2 separate regions of the Sus scrofa genome follow, and region 1 is linked to region 2. Evidence: chromatin contacts called from public Hi-C data. All regions are on one chromosome and are shown on one strand. The core of a region is the stretch at or near the end of the contact, and the rest is flanking DNA. Distances in the headings are between cores, read along the strand shown. Region 1 holds the start of WBP11 (WW domain-binding protein 11). Region 2 holds the start of STRAP (serine-threonine kinase receptor-associated protein).

Evidence for each region. Hi-C and Micro-C count contacts between places; a contact is called where the count stands out from the background.
Region 1: a contact with region 2 is called in a Hi-C map of liver, with 9 times the contacts expected there. The contact joins the promoter of WBP11 here to the promoter of STRAP in region 2. A contact is called at or near these places in 2 of 5 promoter capture datasets (fetal liver and liver) and 4 of 47 Hi-C or Micro-C datasets (embryonic fibroblasts, epiblast stem cells, heart right ventricle and 1 more).

What each region holds. Positions count from the first base shown.
Region 1 is chr5:57,748,200-57,751,431 of Sscrofa11.1, reverse strand. WBP11 (WW domain-binding protein 11) reads right to left here and starts at 1,484. Exons shown (of 12, transcript XM_003481683.4): 1 at 1,281-1,484. It overlaps SMCO3 (single-pass membrane and coiled-coil domain-containing protein 3), which reads right to left. Exons shown (of 2, transcript XM_003126459.4): 2 at 2,913-3,232.
Region 2 is chr5:56,734,654-56,738,221 of Sscrofa11.1, reverse strand. It overlaps STRAP (serine-threonine kinase receptor-associated protein), which reads left to right and starts at 1,333. Exons shown (of 10, transcript XM_003355564.4): 1 at 1,333-1,767; 2 at 2,445-2,580. The coding sequence starts at 1,656.

The DNA of each region.
Region 1 (3,232 bases), core at 235-2,734, 1.0 Mb before region 2:
GTGTGTGTGTAAAACTGGGCTCAACGACAAATAGCTCACCCTTGCCTCTTTCATTGGTTTCCTGGCATGTTTTCCCAACACCTCTAAGACAGTAAAAACTCATTAATTTAAGCCTATTTAATGCAGATTTAGAATTCAGATATAATTCTTGACTCTCAAGCAGAAGCTTAAAACATAACTAAAAACACAAATATTCAAAATGAAAGTATATGAGAGCTTCTAAACACATAAACATCAAGATACATATTTTTCTTACTAATATCAACTTGACTTCTGATTTGTATTTTTTTAAGGTCACTGGAAGCGTTAATTGTGTTTGAGGGAAAATACTTTGTAAGTCAAAATTTTAATTAATTTAAGACACTATTACACTATTTCTTCCTGTTATTCCAAATGAATGAGGTTTAACTTTTTGATGCTTGCTCTTGAAAATAATAAAAGGTGGAAAAGAAATCATGAGGTACACTTTTTTAGCAGACCATGTAAGTCCCCCTTCCCTTCATGAAGGTTTTTTTCAGGCAAGTTTATTAGTTAATACCTCTTTCGGCAAGTGTTCAACTGCCTGGATTTCTGCTAAAAAGCTTCAAAACTGTTCCAGTAACAACTAATTCACCCTGTCAAGGGCTTCCTTCTCACAAAAACTGGGAGTGAGGGGCGAAAGGAAGCGGAAACAAGCAAAATTGGTGCAAATACAAGCTCTCGCATCTTTGATGGCTTTATCTTTTCTGCTTTCCTCTCTCAATTACCCTCAGGCTTAGGTGTTGACACTCCTCTCCCCAGCCTGAAGCCTAAAACAGGTACGAAGTACAGAGAATTTTTACAGAAGATGCTGGAGCCTGACTATGCACAAACTACTTTCCTGTCTAAAAGCAGAGGCGATAGAGACATCGGGTCACGGGCTGTTCAGCGGAACTCTCAACCTCCAAAGAGGCTTCAAAGGAACGGAGCCCAGGTCCAACAAGGGGCCAACAGTATTAGCAACTGCCGAAACCATAGCGACGGTTGACCCTGATTCCAGGTATAGACATCACATCAAACCTAAGGCAACCCGGTCAACGTCAGGAGGCTCCGCTGACCAACCCGGGAGAAGTCAGGCGCTTGACCGCCGGACGCTGCTCCGTTCCAGGCTCGGGGATCCCCTAGTTCCCGGTCTGGTAGACGCTAACCGCGAAAAGGAAAAGCGGGGGCACAGGGGCCTGGCGTTCCCGGGGCAACCGCGCGGGCCCCAGGAAGGGACCCGAAGGATGAAGAACCACAGGGGAACGATCCCGCACACTCACACCTCTGCTGGGCTCCTGGGGCTGTGAGAAGCGGGGAGGGGACGATTCTTGGCCTGTTTGACTTCGCAGAGGCCTTCACCTCTGCCTCTCGGTCAGCCACCCAGCCACCGCCATCTTGAAACCTCGCGCCCCTCCGCCATCCTTACGTCACTTCCTCTCCATACGGGCCGACAATCTCATCGTTTCGGCGCCCTGAAACCATAGAGAGTAACCGACAACTCCAGGACCAGAGTCTCTTCCGCTGGAGTACAGTACCGAATTGGTTGGTCGGGGCTGAGAGCCCGCCCTCATTACTCAGTGCAGTGCATGTTGATTGACACTCCTATAGCCCAGTTAAGAATAAGAAAATTAAGCGGGTGGGATATATGATTGGCTGATGCGACGACAGTCCTACCCTCAGGCATTCTGACCTAATTTCCGGGATCCGCATTTATTTCACCGCCTGAGGCGGGCGGAATCCGGATGGGGAAGTTTAGCGCCGTTTGTGTTACCGGGGATTGTGTTTCTGTAGTTTCTTTGATCATGACCAGCGCTTGCCGTCTTTTGAGAGTTTCTGTTTAAAAAAGAATCCCGGGCGTTCCTGTCGTGGCTCAGTGGTTAACGAATCCGAGTAGGAACCATGAGGTTGCGGGTTCGATCCCTGGCTTTGCTCAGTGGGTTAAGAATCCGGTGTTGCCGTGAGCGTGGTGTAGGTCACAGACGCGGCGCCGATCCCGCCTTGCTGTGGTTCTGGCGTAGGCTGGGCCGCTATAGCTCCGATCTCCCATTCGGAGCCTGGGAACCTCCATATGCCGCGGGAGCGGCCCAAGAAATGGCAAAAAAGACAAAAATAAATAAATAAAATGAAATAAAAAAGAATCCCCCAAGAACACTTCTTGCTGTGCTTGATGCACTTGCCTAACGTGGTGTGCGCCTGGAAATTCAGTAGTTTTTACACAGACCATTTGTAGACCTGAGCAAATCGGTGCCCATATCAGAGTCCCAGATTGCTGCAGGACTATTTTTCTTTGAAGAGGGAACGTGGGGTACATGTACAGTCAGTTTTAAGTTTACGAGTTGTGAGATTGATTTATGTCAGCTCTTTTCTGCTCTTTTCATTCACCAAAAATCCTTTATGATGTCACTGTGCTAACGGACTTAGTTCCTTAGGTCTAATCTCAGTCCTTTTCCTTCGCTTTTATGGGCTCTTTATCTGAGAGTCCTCCCATATCTTTTCCTTTTAAAGGTAAGTTTAAATATTTAAGAAAATATAAGGACACCTTGGTTATTTCTCCCCTTAATCTTTCCCTTATAGGGAAATGTTAACACAGGCCAAGTCTTATTATCGGTTATAAATATGCCAAAATCTTGACGGAGGTATATAATTAACTTTTAGAGAGTATTTAAATAGGCATTTAACCTGTAAAGTCGGTCCCTTATCTAAAGGAACTCTTGCTTTAGAAAACACTTGATTTGGTTTTAGTCTGAATTTTGAGTCCCAGAAGAACAGTTAGTTACAAGATACATGTTTATAAATCAGGTAAAAAACATGAGATAAAACTTAATTTTGAAGGTGAACTAAATTGTGATATTTTGCAACTAATTTAAAAAAGCAGTGACAGAAGAGAAAGAACACGAAGAGTACACTTGAAAAACTATTTCATCTGGCTTTAATTTTTGAGGTATGTTGAACTTTTAAAATTACACAAGACATTTCTTGTACTTCAATGCAAGAATCAAGTATAACAAACACACTCTTGCATCAATAACTTTTAAAATAATTTTGTAAGTCTCAACGGGGGAGTTATTGGCATCTGCAGAAATTCACTCGAACCATTAAGCCTCCATAGCCTTGGATTTTCCTGAAATTAGGTAATGAAATGGATCACCTGAAGTTTTATAGAGCAAGGGAAGCTTCTTCCTTTTTGCTAGTATTGAAAATGAAGTTTCATTTTTCTGAAAACTCAAATAAT
Region 2 (3,568 bases), core at 84-2,583:
CACTAAATGCCATTCACTCTTCTGATACCAGAGTAGAAAGACAACAGTGCCACACAATTGCCACTAAGGAGCTCACAATTTAAATGTCAACAGAGTGTGTGTGTGCATGTGTGTAGGAACTTGGGGTGAGGTTGGCACAGAGAAAACAAAAAAGATAGTGGAAAACATATATAGTAAGTGCTGTACTATAAATTAATGAACAAAATGCTAATGAAATAGAATGGGGAAGCACTTCAAGTCTCCATTCAAGTAATTAGACTTGAACGAAGATACATGTTTACTACAAAAAGATGAGGGAGAGGGAAACATTTGCAGACATTTGTGCTGATTAGATATGTATTGGTATGTGCCAAGACATTATGGCCTGGGATAAAGTAGTGAAAGAGACCACAAAAAAAATCTCTGGTATTTTCTGTTGACATCCTAACAAGCATTAAAGGAAAGAAATAACTTGCCCAGAAAAAGGACCCTTCTTGCTCAGGTCAGTTTTTGCATGAGCAATCAATCCATCAACAGTTCTGCTACACCACGGAGTGATATCCAAAGAGGAGAGCCTGCAGGAAGACAACACCAGTATTTCTATTTACACTGAAGTTTAAGGTTCTTCTAATATTTCTATTCTTCTCTATGCACTAATATGCAAATAACTCACAAATTATTCACTATCGCATATTTGGGGGACGGACGCAAGTTTTATTGATGTGGGTATTCATCAAAAAATTTGAGGACCATTGCTCATGGGTCTCCCAACGTCCTCAAAAGATAAACTAATTTAACTGTTTTTAGAGTCGCATAACCCTCACGTCTGAAACACTAACAATGCAAGGTTACACAGCACAAGGGGTGACTGGGAGAAAGACTTTTCTTAAGGGCCTTACTTGTAGACAATCCCAGAGGAGCTGACTATACAACTGCTAACAAAGATTGGAAAAAAAATTCTTAGACGGTGTTTGCTGGTTTGGGCCACCGCTGGAAACAATTCTGGTTGTTCAGTGTAGACGTCTAGATAGCACAGTCCAAACCACTGGACGGCTCAGTGCGTAAACCACAGATGCGGTCAGATTCGGGGTATGACTGAAGCAGGACCCGCTTCCGCACGCCCCCAACTCGACTCCAAACGGCTCAAAAACAGAAAAGCACCCCAAGCTGCTTAGAGCTCAGCGCTAGGATTTTCACCCAGTGCCTGGAACGCGGCCAAGAGCCCTGCGTAGCCAGCGTGGAGCCAGCATCACGTGCTCAACCTGAGCTGATCTCGCGCCTGCGCATTGCGGTCGCTCTCGCTCCAGTACGCCTCTTCTACCCAGCGAACCCGCCTTCCCTCCTGTTCGTCACTTCCGGCGGAGGGTTAGTGTCGTCACTTCCTGCGAGTACCGGTGTGGACGGTGGGGATCGTGGCTGCCGGTTTTCCTGTTCTCCCCCTCCCCTACTCTCCTCCCTCCCTCCCTTTCCCTCCCTCGGCGGCGGTCGACCGCCAGTCGCACACTCCCTGACCCACCCCTAACCCTTTCCTGGTTTCGGGGCCACCAGATTGGCCTTTTTCTGTTTCCCGGCCCAGCGTCAGGGCGTAGGCCTTGAGTGAGAGGCGCTGCCGCGGAGAAGAGAAAAGACGAGACGACCCTCAGCTCTCCTGCGGGATCGCTCGGCTCGCCGCCGCCATGGCAATGAGGCAAACGCCTCTCACTTGCTCCGGCCACACGCGGCCTGTGGTGGATTTGGCCTTCAGTGGCATCACGCCTTATGGCTATTTCTTAATCAGTGCTTGCAAAGGTGAGCAGGGCCGCTGGGCTCAGATGGTTGGGACTGGGCGGAAAGGGAGTGGGGCCGGCACTTCCCATTGCCGAATGGATTGCGGCTTTTGAGATTAGTGGGCTGGTAGGGCGAGTAGTGTTAAGGATTGCGCAGCTGATGCCAGGAGAAGCTTTGGTAAGTTATGCCCCCAACCAAGGCTTCTCATTTTACCTTTTTTGCTATTTCTGGATAAGCTTTACTGTGCACTTGCCCAGACGCCCCGGCCAACACCGTAAATATCTTTAAAGGATTTGGGGAATGCAGAAACTAGGCCAGGCTAAGTAACACTTTATTTTACAAAGACTTTCCACTTCTACTATTTCATTGGATATTCTTCTGTGGTATGGAATTTTTCATTTCCAATTTTCAAGTGGAAGCTGAGACTATTAAGTTTGTCCAAAATAAGGTTCACGTCTAGATTGTTTTGTTGCAGATGAATAGTCTTTCTGCCGCATTTCAAGTCCTTCCCAGAGAGAATGGCCCAGTTCTTCAGTTAATTTATTTCTGGATGTGCCTTAGTGACCCCAGTGAGTGAACAGTTAGACAACAAAAGCAGTTTTCAAGTTTGTTATTCATCACTGTTTGTTTTAAGTTCGGATCCTAGATTTTAAGTAATTTGAGCTTCTACATCACATGTTTTCTTACATATTTTTTAGATGGCAAACCTATGCTACGCCAGGGAGATACAGGAGACTGGATTGGAACGTTTTTGGGTCATAAGGGTGCTGTTTGGGGTGCAACATTGAATAAGGATGCCACCAAAGCAGCTACAGCAGCTGCAGATTTCACAGCGTAAGTGTAGCCAGAAATGGCCACCTTTACAGTTCTCTGTGAATTGTGTTCTGAAATGATCAATAATAAAAGTTCAGTAAAAGTTATTCATAAAGTTCTCATGCACTGCCTAACGTAGAGAACACATGTTGTTTTGATGTCACCAAAATTCCGCCCATATTTTATCTGCTGCTTTCTCAAAATGTTCAGAGACTTAAATGACTTAGTTCTGTATGTCTGGACTGGGACCCAGGAATCTGCATTATTAACAAGCACTTCAGATAATGAATGTTGATGGTCATGCTGGCAAATACTGCTCCACATGTTCTAGCTGAATAATACCTTATACTCCTTAACTTCTTAGTGCTTGATGCCCCACATTTTTAGCCCAGTTTCACTCTCATTTTTGTTAGACATATTTAAGATTCCCAAACTCAGTTATTTTTCATTTTCTAAGTTTCTAAATCATTCTTGATTTTTCTCTTCCATCTAGATTATCATATTTGTTGATTCTGCCAATAGAATGTTTCCTGACCACATTGTTTCTTGTACCTCTGCCACTACCTTAATGGTTTAGGTTCCTAAACTGGTCCTTTCCCATCTCTTCATCAGCCAGTTGTCTTCCTGGAGACAAATAACATAACACTTCTTTACCTAAAGATCTTTGCTTCTGCTTTGTCAGTGGCCCATGACCTTGGGTGTACATTACAGTAACCTGGGAAGCTTTTAAAGTACTCAGATGCATGTGTCTGAGAAGCTCTGGCTTAATTGGTCTGGAGTTGGAGTTCCCAACCTAGGTTTTTTTGTTTTTTAGTTTTTTTTCTTCCCTAAAGTTTTTCTGGATGATTCTGATGTACAACCTTAACCACTAGCCTAAAGGTTAAATTTCATTGTTAGCTCTTTAAAATTTGGCCTAATCCTAGTTCTTGGGCATCATCTGGCACTACACATCATATGCCCCATCATTTGGCTATACTAAATCTAACTGTTGCCAGAATATGCCTTACCT